2 separate regions of the Gossypium hirsutum genome follow, and region 2 is linked to region 1. Evidence: chromatin contacts called from public Hi-C data. All regions are on one chromosome and are shown on one strand. Each heading gives the region's core, a stretch centred on a gene start, on an enhancer-like site or on the middle of the called end of the contact. The rest is flanking DNA. Distances are from core to core; before and after follow the strand shown. Region 1 holds the start of LOC107959612 (a long non-coding RNA gene). Region 2 overlaps LOC107960918 (ABC transporter I family member 10).

Region 1 (7,828 bases), core at 162-2,661:
CTAATTCAAAAATGCTTTTATATTCACATTTTACTCATAGGTATTAATTTATTAAATTTTCAACTCACCCGTCGGATTTAGTGATCTCAAATCTCTATTCCCGATATCACTTAAAATTAGGCTGTTACATAAAGGTTGACAACTATTAACATAAATATATTAATTAGAATATTTTAATTATAGCAAATCATATCAAATTTTAATATATTATATAAAATAATATTAAAATATAATATATTAAAATATATTACTCTTCAAACTATAATAATTTGTTTTCCTTTTTTAACAATTAAAGGTTAAACTTTAAAAGTTAAAGCAATTTATTATTGAAATAAAATTTTCATTAAAATCTTTTTCAATTGATTTTTTTAGAAATTTGACTGTTATAACGAATGGTTGTTATAAAAAATGTTAACTATAATTAAAGATAATTATGTGATAATTGAGATATAATTATGTCTTTTATTAAAATAAAATATAATTCCTTCGAGGCGTATTTATTTTGATCATTTGAAAAATAAAAATAACTTTAAAATTATAATTACGTTATTTGAGATAAATATAAAATATTATATTACGAAGGGAAGGCTTTGATACTTCATGGGTAAATAAAGAATGTGGTTTCGGCCAATTCCTTTTTCTTAGTGTCCAATTAAATTGTCAATATGGGTCCACCCAGAATAGACCGTAAATTAAGAATTACAAAAATAATTAAATTGTCAATATGGTTCCGCCCAGAATAGACCACAACATAACAATTACAAAAATAATTAAATTGTCAATATGGGTCCGCCCAGAATAGACCACAACGGCCCACTTGCGACACAACGGTGCCACATGTGGGAGGCAATACTTGTAGTATAATAAAATGAATTATCACTTATATTTATTTTTATTTAATCGATCAAAATTTATTTATTATAAATAATTAACTTTTTTCAATAATGTATTTTATTTGCAGATCACTCCCTTTTTTCAATAATGTATTTTATTATAAAATATGAACCGGGCATAGGTTTAAACATTCAAGGCTTGAGCCTGGCCGGTTCCTACGCATTTCTAAATTTATAATACTTTATATTATGTAATTTAGAACATCTTAATAAAATAAATATAATATTATTTCAGTATAAACATTAAAATAACGTTAACATACTATATAAAAAAATTTAATAAATAAAAAAAATATAAAATTATTAAATATTAAAATATTTTTAAAAAATAAAAAATTATATAGATCTAAAATAAATTTAAATTAGTATTTTATAAATATGGATGAATTTTAAATAAAATATGGACGAAAATGTCGATGATGAAGAGTTGTCAGAAAATTCCATTGTTTTTCAGAGATTATTAGGCTAAGAAGAAGTAAGGGAATCAAACATGGATTGGCACGGTAGCTTTAAAAGGTATGTGCAGCTTCTGAGTCCTCTCTCATTGTGGGCCACGGCAAACTAATTGCAAAGGTTAATATGGGAACTTTGATTGCAAAGTTTAATATGTCAACTTGGATTGGAAAGGTTAATATGGGAACTTTGATTGCAAAGTTTAATATCTCAACTTTGATTGCAAAGGTTAATATATTGCAACTTTGATTGCAAAGGTTAATGTGGGAACTTTTTATTTATTTATATTCTTTATGACTTTGCCTACAGATAAAAACAATAAGAAATAAAGAGATTTAAAATTTTATGATGCACATGTGGAATTGAAATAGAGTGTAAAGTAATCATTGTTAATAAAATATAGAAAATTTTTAATATAGGTATAAATATTGAAATTAATTTATCAAATAATTTATTTATAAAGTAATATAAAATTTTTAGTCCCAATACTAATTTTTCATTCTTGAACTCATTGTTTAGTGTTACAGGTAGTCAAATTTCTTAAACATCTATTTTTTAAAGGCTAATTCGTTATAAATTTTTGCCAATTGAAATCAGTTTAATTCTTTGAACGATAAATAGATATATAAAATCTGTTTAATCCAATTTGGGAAGAGGCTGGTTAAGTAGTAAGCATGAAAATGGGTAGCCATTTTACAGGTTGGATGATTGGCACTCGGCAATAGTATCCCACATGTTAACAAGATATTTCACAGTCAATGAACCCAAGTGTATGTATATATATATATAAAGCTTATTTGTTTGAAATTTTATTTCAAATACTGAAAGGTAAGTTTCCTATTAATTTCTGCATCCTTCAGTGCAAAAACAAGCTCCTACGATGACAATTCAAACACTTGTGGAGTAACTAAGATGGTTCAAAACCATAGACAATTCTTCTTCCCATAAGCTTTGATGCCTTGCTTGTTCCTAATGAGCTTGGCAAAGTTCAGCTCAGATCATGTTATTGCTATTGATAGTCGCAAGTAACAAAACTTAGCAAGTTGCTTGCTTTCAGTCAGAGAAGCTCAACTCTTGAGAGATTGGTGAAACTGTCCTCAAAGGTGGAATCCCACCCATTAAAATGATCCCAAAATACCATTCATTTTCCATTTCCATGGTATCATTTGGTTCTGACTCACCATGAGTTACAAATACTGTATTAGCCAAGCAGATTTTTGATCACTGGATGGCTGGTCATGATACCGCAGCTATTGACATCGACTGAAGCATTGACAAATCATAAACTTCCCACCTTCAGCAAGGTTTGCACCAACTTGGACACATTAACACTAACCAACAATGCTAAGCTTACAAGTTTCTAATATATTTTTTAACAAGGGAGACAAGTTGAAGAAGGAACTTACAGGATGGCTGATGCTTGATGGAGAGCTCTCTTCTGGTTGATATGCCCATTGCTAAAGAATATGACACAATTCGAGAATTCCCACCGAGTTATCATGATGGATTGATGCTACTATGGTTCTTGTGCATGCTGCACAGAAAAAATGTGGATTCACCGTCTCGAAATACGTTCATTCTTCATCCCAATTGATACTCCATCATAGTCAAATAGTAAATCAATTGAAATAGAAATAGCTTTCTTGTGATGAAGAGATGAAATTAAAAAAAAAAAATTGAATGACAATACGGGTTAGTTTCCCCTACCCCTTGTTTGTATTTCTTGCAGTATAAGATTTTAAGTGTATCATCATAAATAATACATCCTTATTATTCTGAAGAGAAAGAACATCTGTACAACAACAATAATGGTGACACCATGGTACCATGAGAGAAGATTACAATAATATTGAGATGGGAACAGTGAAATTAGATTACAGAAAAACAAAGCATGTTCAAAAAGGCTCCAAAATCATATTCATAAACATACATCTGCTTTACCAAAACACAGTAAGTTGACATGGAAATCGTTGCTCAAGCATAGTAAATTTATTATACAAAAGATGATCAACATAGAGAAAGGAGGAACAAAAAGAGGAATGGATTCAAGAATTTAGACGCTCAATCTACGAAGATTGCTTGGCTTTGATGAACTTACTTATGCTTGCTTTATCACCATGCATAGTCACTCTTCCATCTTCCATGTGTACTGCACCATCGGCATACTCGAGTTCTTCCAAATGATGGGTCACCCATCTAATCAGATCATACCAAGAGCTTTGATTCGGACAAAAAGCTCAAACTATAGAGGAATAAGTAACTGTTTGCTCATTTATATAATCAGTTATGTAGAAACATCCAATTGAAGGAATATCCAGGATCACATATAATACACACCACTCTTAAAACTTAAACTGCAACTGTACGGACCAGATGAAGACTATGGGTTCATTGTTGTTTCCAATATATTGACATGCCTGAAAAGCCAAAAGGTCCAAAAGGAGTCATTAAACAAAATGCAGTCGTTAAGATAGCACATACACATTATAAAGGCTGCAGCATAGAAGCATAACTTCAAGGGAAAGGCAGTAGCAGCTAATAAGGTGACATACTTATTAAAAGTTATTTCTTCTAAAAAGAGAAAATGACCCAGGACATAACCATTGGCATGTATACAACAGAACACAAGTAGCAGCACTAGAAGGAATAGTGCTGAAGCTGGTGTTGATGGCAGCAAAGAAAATCAATGCAGGCCAGAGAATGCCTCCTTTAGGGATGGGGGGAAAAAGGAGGAAAAAAAAGTCATAATTCTTGTAAAAACAGCAGAAGGCTTTCAAACAAATAATTTATTGTCGTATTATGTACAAGAAACCAAATCAGACACATTCCTTTCAGTTAGCAAAGTACATTGTGGGGCACCGCAACAATGAGAGAGGAAAAAGAAAATATGAAGCTAACATGAAGAAGAAACAAGGAATATACCAATTCAAAAACTAAATCTATCACCAAGTTCTAAAAATTCTTTTATAAACGTAAATAAACTTTAAGAAAGGCACTCTAGGGTATCCACAATTTTCTTCCTTAATTCTTGAGTTCTACTTTTATATAGACATTCAATACCTTTAAGGTACATGTCAGATCCACAAAAAAGTAGAATCGGGAGAGGAGGGATGATCATTCATCATTTCTTAAGCTTTGGTTTTCTGCAAAAAAACTGTAACAGATGGTGCAGAGGTACCATGTTTTCAAGGTTACCTGGTGTCCTTATCCTGTGCCTAGGATAAGAGAACATAGGCACCTTCAACTGGCAAAATAATAAGTTCATGCTCTTCCTATGTGGCTTGGAAATGTTAAAATGAACTGGCCATAAAGAAGGCATTAGCATTAGAGACTACACAGAAAATCAGTTCAACTATAAGACTACGAGATATGACCCGAGAGCTGAAGTGGAAAAGAAGGTTGACTATGTAGACCTGACATGAAAGTCAGGAAATATCAGAGAAGAAACTTTTTTAAAAAGAAATCCATGACCAACTGAAGCTATGAATCTAATAAATCAGACAATAGTCAGTGCAAAAACTTCAGGAAGGCAGTGTTCTTGAACAAATAGCTTCTGTAAGAACAGAAGAAACGTATAAAAATATATCTTCCTAGTCCTTCAATTTTACAAAACACATAGACGCCTTTAACAATGTTTACAAGTAAATGCATCCTCAGCCACAGAAGCTTCACACAAGTGAAATCAAGTAATCCTCAGAAGTATAAAACCACTTCAAGCTTCAACTATAATTCCTAAATAGTTCACATACGTCATAAGCTTAGCAGGACCATTTCTTCTTCTTTTGATCACCCAATATGAATGGCAATAGTTATGTTAACCATCTAACAGCACCAATATGGTTTTTGCAAACTCATGGTCAAGTCTAGTTGGAATACATAACTATATAGTTATAGAAACCATAACACCTTCATCATAAGCACCCCCAAACAAAAACCATTAGCTGGGAAACATAACTCATTGGTTTGATGGTAACAAAAGGAAGCCAAGAACAGAATCCAAAACATATATACTTTTATAAAAGAGTATTTCCCAAGGAAAAGAACCAATAAGATGGTCTGGATTTTGGAATACATAATTCTTTGGCCTTCTAACGTATAAAGCCCCGTTTGTAGGGGTCAAAAGACCTGCCAAGATCTGCATGACTCACAATATAGCCAACTCTTTTAATCCAGGTCATATTTTCAAAATTAGAAGAGAACCAACAGTTTATCAAACTCATAATGGCAGCCTAATTTTTCTGATATGACCAATGCTACTTACCCATTAAAAAAGCCATTTTTTCCCCTGATATTTGCACTCCCTAAACATAGCATATATGGTAATCTGAAAACCCCAATGCTGAAAGTTGGCAAATTCATAAGGAAATTGAAGTTGAACCATTATTCGCGCCAGTTGAGGCAAGTAGCATTCTCTTTTAGATTATCGATGCTTATACTGATAAATTTTGAGGACGTACCTTTAAAATGGTAGATTTACCACAACCATTAGGTCCAAGAAGCATCCACAACCGTGCGGAAGGAATCCGAATTGAACATTCCTTGAGAATTGGCAACATTTTGCCTTGCCTCGTATTAACCGAGAAGTTAATATTACGACCCTCGGTGGCAACACTTTCAGTTGCGTTATCCCTGCAACCAAACACCACAAACTGAAACACACACGAGAAGAAAAAGGCCAAAAAGGGGGAAAATGCATGAACTGTTCGAGAAAATGCGTAGCTAAAAAGAATTCGATGGATAAGAGAGCCAATGGGGGTTTTGACTCTTGTGTTAGACTCACAAGGCTATTCAGTTCTGATGTCTGATCGGGAAAAAGAAATGTGTCGTGTCGAAAATCATCAACATCATCTTTGATTTTGAAGGAAACTCTCAACATCTTCTAGGTTGAAAAGTACTATAAAAAGTAGTATAAAGATTTCCTAGGCTTCACTATTTTAATTAGTCAAACTAATAAAGAAAACTAATACTTGCACTATTATTTGCTTATTGTATTTATAGGTTATGATTTTCGTATAAGTAATATTAGTATTTTTATATAAGCATGATTATTAATTATCATTTATTAAATAAAAATATTATTTTAATAAAATGATTAAATTTCATCTGAAGAAAACTATTAATCATATTTTACTAAATAAAAATAATCTTCAATCAATAGGATTAAAAACATCAATTTAAGAAACTATTAAATTTCCTGATTAATTATTCTACGATAAATTTGGAACATCGTAAACTTAGAAAATTGATTCCTTGAAAATTAATTTAATTTGAGAACTCATAATGATTAATTGAACTTATTATATTTATGAATTTTATAATTAATAATGTGAAATAAAAGATGTATAAAACTATAAAAGTAATAATACATGTATATGTTATACTTTATTTATTTGATGGAAATTCATGAAATTTTATGATAAATTTACAACGATTATCTCTTTATAATATCATGTTACTATAGGTGTATAACAAGCACTTCTCTATAATAGACAAAATTTAAATAGATAAATGGGGTTGTTATTAAAAGAGTTTATTGTAATTAAATCTTTAGAAAAATTGGACCGACAAATAATACATGCATCATATTAGAAAATTTGTCAAACTCAAATACTAAATAATATATTGAACCTAAAAAAATACCCACATAACAACGATGTAAAAAATAATATTATAATGGATATGAATTTAACAAAGAATTTTAACGACATTAAAAGTTTACGTCAATATTTTAATCACAATAAAATATTTAAATTAACTAATTATAATATAATAAGTATTTATATACACCCATCATAAAATAGTCATTTATTTATTTATTTTCTAAACAATTTAGTTGGTTACATATAAAAATGTGGGTCACAAAATTTTAAAAATAATCCATTATTTTCTAAACATGAATTTTCTAATATTTTAATTAATGCTTTTAAGATGCTAAGCATAAAAATTTCTAAATAAAAATTTGTTGTATTTTCTCAATTAAACTATTTATTTTCCCTTTTTATTTATTTTCCTCCTTTGTTTTTCGCTCTCGTATTCTTCACCAGATGCTAATTGCCTTTTCTTCGGAGTGGGTTAATCGAATTGACTGGGTGCTGTTGGCCTACAACTTAAAATAGACCAACAAAAAGAGAGAAACTAGAAGCAAATGTCAATGCAAGTTATCCTTCTGTGTACTCCCAGGTTTTCATGGTCCTTTTTCCCAATCTGGAATTTTTACTTCACATCTAAAACCAGATTTTTGTAGTAAAAAATAGTCTAAACCATCTCTGGCTTTAACTAGGTAGGGAGGTTGTGGTCTCTCATTTGCCTAATCCAGCTTTCATCTTTTGATTTTAATTTAATATTGTGAAATTCAGAATTTAAACTTAAAAGATTAAGTATAAGTTGGTTTGAAATTTGGAAGCGTTTGAGAAAAAAATAATAGACTTGAAAAAAAGTTTTGGATAAAAAAATTAGCCGTGAATAGGTTTAAACCTTCAAAA
Region 2 (6,895 bases), core at 3,390-5,889, 49 kb after region 1:
AAACAGGCTCCAAAATTATATTCATAAACAGACATTTGCTTTACCAAACACATTAAGTTGACATGGTAAACGTTGCTCAATCATTGTAATTTTATTATACAAAAGATATCAACATAGAGAGAGGAAGGGAAAAAAAAGGAGGCAATGGCTCAAGAATTTATACCGTCGAAATACGAAGATTGCATAGCTTTGATGAACTTACTTATGCTTACTGCATCACCATGCATAATCACTCTTCCATCTTCCATGTATACTGCACCATCAGCATACTTGAGTTCTTCCAAACGATGGGTTACCCACAATGCTGTGACTTCTCCTGATATGTCCAAAAGATTCTGAACCGTTTTGATCACCTCCATCTAATCAGATCATACCAAGAGCTTTGATTCAGACAAAAAGTTCGAACTATCGAGGAATAAGTAACTGTTTGCTCATTTATATAATCAGTAATGTAGAAACATCCAATTGAAGGAATATCCAGGATCACATACAATACACACCACTCTTAAAACTTAAACTGCAATTGTACGGACCAGATGAAGACTTTGGGTTCCTTTAGGTGTTTGCTCATTTATATAATCAGTAACGCAGGCCCGAGAATGGCTCCTTTAGGGATTGGGGGAAAAAGGTGGAAAAAAGTCATAATTCTTGTAAAAACAGCAGGGAGCTCTCAAACCAATCATATCTTGTCGTATTACGTACAAGAAACCAAATCAGACACATTCCTTTCAGTTAGCAGAGACATTCTGGGCCACTGTGACGATGAGAGAGGAAAAAGAAAATATAAAGCTAACATGAAAAGAAACAAGGAGTATACCATTTCAAAAACTAAATCCATCACCATGTTCTAAAAATTCTTCTATAAACGTAAACAAACTTTAAGAAAGGCACTCTAGGGTATCCACAATTTTCTTCCTCAATTCTCAAGTTCTACTTTTATATAGACACTCAATACCTTTAAGGTACATGTCAGATCCACATAAAAAGTAGAATTGGGAGGAGGGGGGGTTGATCATTCATCATTTCTTAAGCTTTAGTTTTCTGCAAAAGAACCGTAACAGATGGTGCAGATGTACCATGTTTTCAAGGTTACTTGATACCCTTATCCTATGCCTAGGATAAGAGAACATAGGCACCTTCAACTGGCTGTCGCACAACACACGTGGGGTGGAGGTGAGGGTAGTTTAATTTCCTTCACACGCTCATACTTTTATACCCTACCTCCACACCTATCCTAGAAGTTACTTCAACATATTGAATCATACATGTTGTCTTTTCTGTGCACTACCTTGCCTACATAAAACTACCTTTGTTAGTTTACTAGCATCCACGCCTTCGTTGTTCACATAAAAAAAAAACATCCTTGTTGGGTTGTGTTTAATTGTTACAAAAACGAAAACTTGGAAATTAATTAATTAAATTAAATTTTAACTTAATTTTGCTTAGTCTAGTTTTGCCTTGTTGGACAAGAGAGTAACAGATTGCAATCACCACGAGCCCTAGCAACTCCATTGTTTTTGTAAACTTTTACATAATAAAAACAAAATCTACTCTTTCTCTCTCCATCTTAGGGTTTGCAAATCTCTCCATTCGGTGGTGGTATACTTAGGGCGGGTCCCATTGACAAAGAATAAACGAAATGAGAAAAGCAAAAGGAAATAGAATACTCGTAAACCTAAAAGCAAAAGAATGAGAAAAGCAAATAAAAGGAAATGGAATATTCATAAACCTAAAAGCCAAGATCTGCCCTTTTCACATATTTTCCTATAAAACTTTCTTCATAGTTTACCAGTAAATATCAAAGCCTTCATTGCAGAGTTCTGCTCCTTAGTATTTAGTGACTTTCACATATTTCTTCTTAACCTGATAAGCACCGAAAAGTAATGGCATTTTTTAAGAATTCTTCATCATCAAGATTTTCGTTGGTTTTCTCCAGCAACATTAACATGGAGAGTGACACCAAAATCATGGCATTGATCCAGCTTGCCGGCTTCTCTCTTCTTTTTCTCTTCAAGCTCGTGCTTGATTACATCAAACGAAGAAACCTTGCCACTGTGGCTCCAAATCATCTTGCTACTACCCTTGCTGCCACTGTCGCTCCAACTAATCTTGATACTATCTCTGTGGTGGCCGAAGTTAATCTAGACCAGATGACTTGATATGTATGGTTTGCTTCTCTTCGCTTTCTAGCTTTTTTATGAAGCATATAATATTGGAGTTTTCTTTTTCAGATTGGAAGAGAAAAGGGTTTATTTGCATGTTAGGCCTATCCTATTTTAAAATTAAATTTAAATAGCTCTTAAAAGATATAAGAGTAACAAAAATAAATTCTTCTCATTTTTTTATTTTTTTTAAAATAAAAAAATTTAAAATATATATAATTTTTATTTAAATTACCCAAATATATCCCTTAAAAAGTGACTGAATAAAAATTGAAGAATTTTAATATTGTTACAATTTTATAATTAATTTAAATTTAAATTTAAATTTAATTCTTAAATTTTAAATTATTTAGTGATAATATTTTTAAAAAAATATAATTAAATTTTAGCACTAAAAGTATTTATAAATACCTAGAATCTACAGCCATTTCAACTCACATATAACTTTGGCATTTAATAAATTCTTCTTTTTTCCTTACCTGCGTCAGTGCTACATTCTTCGTTTCCAATTTTTTTCTTTTACTTTCAACCTTTTGGTTTAATTTCCTTTTAAGGCCCTTCCCCTTTCCATCACTCACAATTCCTCAAATCTATTTTCAAAGCATAATTTTTTTCTATGATTAACTAAACGCTTTTTAGCTTTAGCCTAAAAATTACTCAATTAAAACAATCATAAGATACGAGCTCGCTCAAAAAACCTCTTAACGTAGTACTTTCTATTTCTTTGGTATATAAGATAGTACAAATTCGTCCTTCAAAGTTGATTCAGCTTTGATTTAAAAAGTGCACGTTGAGTTGGAATTGTTTGGTGTACAATTGGAAAGACGAATAGACCCTTTGTGTTTGATATTTTGCGACAAAATCTTAAATTACGAACACGTGTATTGCAGTTAAAATTTTGGCAAAGAGTCAATTTGCCTATGTGGCAGAGTTTTTACTTAATTACCTTCTTTATTAAGATAATAATCAATAATTTAATAAAAATAAAAAAGAGTAAACAAAATGAAGGAGCACAACGCAAATAAAACCAAAAACAACCAAATGATATTTAAAGCCAAAGAAACAATCCATTTATTGCATCATATTAATTTAAATAGAGATGCCGGTAAGCTGGATCGATCAATGCCATGATTTTTGTGTCTCCCTCCATGTTAATGTCCCCGGGGAAACCCAACGAAAATCTTGATGATGAAGATTTCTCAGAAAATCTCATTATTTTTTAGAGCTTATTAGGTTAAGAAGAAATATGTGAAGCACACAAAACACCAAGGATGTTTTTTTATGTGAACAACGAAGGCGTGGATGCTAGTAAACTAACAAAGGTAGTTTTACATAGGCAAGGTAGTGCACGGTTTCGTCGTTTGATGCAATCAAAAACGAGCTTGAACAGAAAAAGACAGAGATGCCGGCAAGCTGGATCAATGCCATTATTTTGATGTCATCCTCCATGTTAATGTCCCCGGAGTAACCCTACGAAAATCTTGATGATGATGAATTCATAGAAAGTTCCATTGCTTTATAGACCTTATTAGGTTAAGAAGAAATTAGGTTAAGAAGAAATAATATGTGAAAGCGTACGAAATAATAAGGATCCTTTGTTTTACATAAGCAACGAAGGCTTTGATGCTAGTAAAGGTCTGTGGAACGTGGAAGACAGGAAAAGAGTTAATTCCATTTGAAAATCAGTGTGGCCAATTGGTTTTTATGCTTAGGATCTTAAAAGCATTTATTAAAATATTAGAAATTAAATAAAAAAAAACTGTTTTATGATGTGTGTATATAAACACTTATTTTATTATATGAAATTTTATTATTTTTTATAATATTATTAGTGAGTTTAAATATTTTATTATGATTGAAATATTAATGTCAAATTTTAACAGCGTTAATATTTTCTGGTAAATTCATTTCCATTACAATTTCATTTTTTTGTTACATTATTTGTTAGCTGAGTATTTTTTTGGCTAAATATATTATTTAGTATCCAAGTTTTACACTTTTTCTAAATGTGATGTGTGTATTATTTGTTGGTCCAATTTAGTATTTGTATTTAACAACAATTATAAATTTTGATATCCAAAAATAACGATTATCTAATTCAAGTATTAGTGCTAATTTAATAAAATTTAATTGTTAATATTGATTTCATCTTTAATTTATGCCAAATTTAAATAATAAATCATTTTAATATATTTTTAGTATAATTTGAAATATTAAATTTGCTTTAATATATTTTAAATTAACATACATAAAATTAATTAAATATTATATGATAATATAAATTGCTAAATAAATCATATTAAAAAACATGTAGGTTAATTATTAACAATTATTAACATAAATATATTAATTAAAACTATAATATGTCATATCAAAATATTTGGTGCTTCCTTCTACAACTCGCCTACACTTGCTCCACCGATTCCTTAATTTCTTTTTGCTGTAATAAATGGTTAAAGTCTGTGGACCCCATCTAAGAGACAAAGAATCTATTCGGATAAGTTCTTTGACTGTGGACCCCATCTAAGAGACAAAAAATCTATTCGGTTAAGTTCATTATGATTATGTGCAAAAGTCTCTTTGGAGAAAGACAAAACTAACGTCTGTCGGAAATCCGAAGCAACTTTCTTGGCAGCAGCATAGGTTGCCTTTTAATTCTCCATATCACGCATAGCATATTGCATTTACTTCTCCATTAATTTCACGAATAGCATTTACGGTTGGCTGTTTAAAATTTGTGACTAAAACACATGTATAAAAATCATTTTATTTCTTCTGAAAAAACAAGGATTAAGATATATCACAATCACTTCTATAATATTTTTATCATTAATAATTCATTTTATAATTAATTTATTAATAATTATATTATATTTATATGAGTATATATTTGGTAAAAGAATTATTAATTTACATTTAATTTTTCATTTTTATATAGCAGTTTATTATTTTAAATCTTAAATAAAAAATTCAATCTTTTAAATGGCTTCAAAATCGAAGGTCATTCTCACCCGGCACTGATAATGAACATAACCCAATAAATTTCATGCGCTATTGGAACGTTCCAGTTTATAATTTTTGGTTATTTTAATTTTATTTATTTAATTATACTGTTTTTAAACATTTTAAAGTAATCATTTTAAATTGCATTTACTTATTTTTATTTAATTTTATTTATTTAATTACATGATCTCTGAACATTTATTTGTAAAAGCTTGTAGGAAATCGAACATCACTTTTTTTTTATATTCCATTTCAATTATTAAATGATATTTTATAAAAAATTTATAATTAACTCATTAAATTTTTTAAATTAAAAGTTTGATGTAATATTATTAAATAATTGAGATGAGATAAGGGATGTTAGAGCCGTCATTCTCCGTGTTGTATGACTATCGAAGATTTCAAGGTCTCAAAGTGTTGAGAGTGGATGCTTAATTTGTTATAAGTCTTTTTCTAATATGTTGTTATGGAGAGATAATTATTGTAATTTTACTATAAAATTTCATGAATTTCCATTAAATGACTAAAGTATAACATATGCATGCATTATTGGTTTTATACATATTTTATTTTATATTTGTATGATTTTTTGTGTTTTAATCTGTTAATTCTTGAATTAGTTTTTGCCAAATTAGTGATTTTATGTTTTAATCTTGTCAGGAATGTAATAAGGATGCTGTGAGTAAAAAATAAGCAAAAAATAATTAATTTGCAGCATAATCATTAAAGTGGGACAGAATAAAAAACTTGGAAATAGCCAAAGATTTATGAGATTTCTTTTAATCTTGTAAAAGCTAAAATTAGAAGAAATTCTAATTTTTTTATTTAATTTTATTGTTTGCAGTGATTAGTTAGAACAAATTTAGTAAAATATTTGTATATAAATAGACATTTGCAGTAGTTTGAAAAGACATTTGATTTCACTTGGAATTAAAAAAATAATTATTTTGTTTCCCTTCCAAATTCATGTGTCAGTAGCTTACTGCTATCCCATTTCCATTTACTTATTTTTGCAAAATTTGTTTAATTGCTTTCCAAAACTCTTTCCTTCTCAACTTCCACTATTTTTATTCTAATCCACTCCATAGCCAACGGAAGCATGATTAAATTTATTGTAGCGACGTAAAAATTTTAGCTTAGCTTGGTTGCTAATTATGGCGATTTATTGAAAAAAAGTTTGAAATTTGACGTTTGATTTTTGAAATAAACAGGGAGTCACCACCGATCCTTTTTCCTAGGTGTGATCGGACACCTATTAGATCTCTTATTAAAACAAATAAAAGGCTGAGTTTAGGTCTCCATTAAAATCCAGAGAAAATTTAGGGTTCGGTAGTCGGTTACGCGCGAGGAAGGTATTAGCACCCTCGCGACGCCCAAAATTGGTATCTTATAAACAAGTGTTGTCTTAATTTTCAAAATTGCAAGTTCAAAGTAACATTGAATCGTGACCGAGTAAAACACAAGAAATTTCAAGTTTCGTTTTCTTTTGAGAAGGATATACCGTTTTAACACGAGTCGATTGATATTCACCCAACATAGCGATGAAATCGATGACATAGTGTTTAAATCGGTACGTTGCCTTGCTTATTGAAATAAAAACACGAATAAATATGTTCGAAACAATGTAAAGCAAATTAATAAATAAAAATAAGCAAAAAGACAGATCTAGAAGCATATTGAAGCAAATATAAGTGTGACAATAATATTACAAACAATGAAGATACATGTAA

Evidence for each region. Hi-C and Micro-C count contacts between places; a contact is called where the count stands out from the background.
Region 2: a contact with region 1 is called in a Hi-C map of leaf, with 1.8 times the contacts expected there. The contact joins two enhancer-like sites. A contact is called at or near these places in 4 of 34 Hi-C or Micro-C datasets (anther, callus and leaf).

Annotation. Positions count from the first base shown.
Region 1 is chrA05:106,160,515-106,168,342 of Gossypium_hirsutum_v2.1, forward strand. LOC107959612 (a long non-coding RNA gene) reads right to left here and starts at 6,270. Exons shown (of 5, transcript XR_005927536.1): 1 at 6,127-6,270; 2 at 5,804-5,975; 3 at 3,445-3,763; 4 at 2,753-2,880; 5 at 2,310-2,609. Within about 2 kb of position 1,412, at least 2 of the 9 cell types and tissues checked have an H3K27ac peak or open chromatin away from gene starts, as enhancers often do. A contact at or near this core is called in leaf, where this site is marked.
Region 2 is chrA05:106,205,977-106,212,871 of Gossypium_hirsutum_v2.1, forward strand. The region is part of intron 2 of LOC107960918 (ABC transporter I family member 10); the gene reads right to left. Among protein-coding and RNA genes, the nearest start is that of LOC107959609, 14 kb to the right of the region's middle. Within about 2 kb of position 4,640, at least 2 of the 9 cell types and tissues checked have an H3K27ac peak or open chromatin away from gene starts, as enhancers often do. A contact at or near this core is called in leaf, where this site is marked.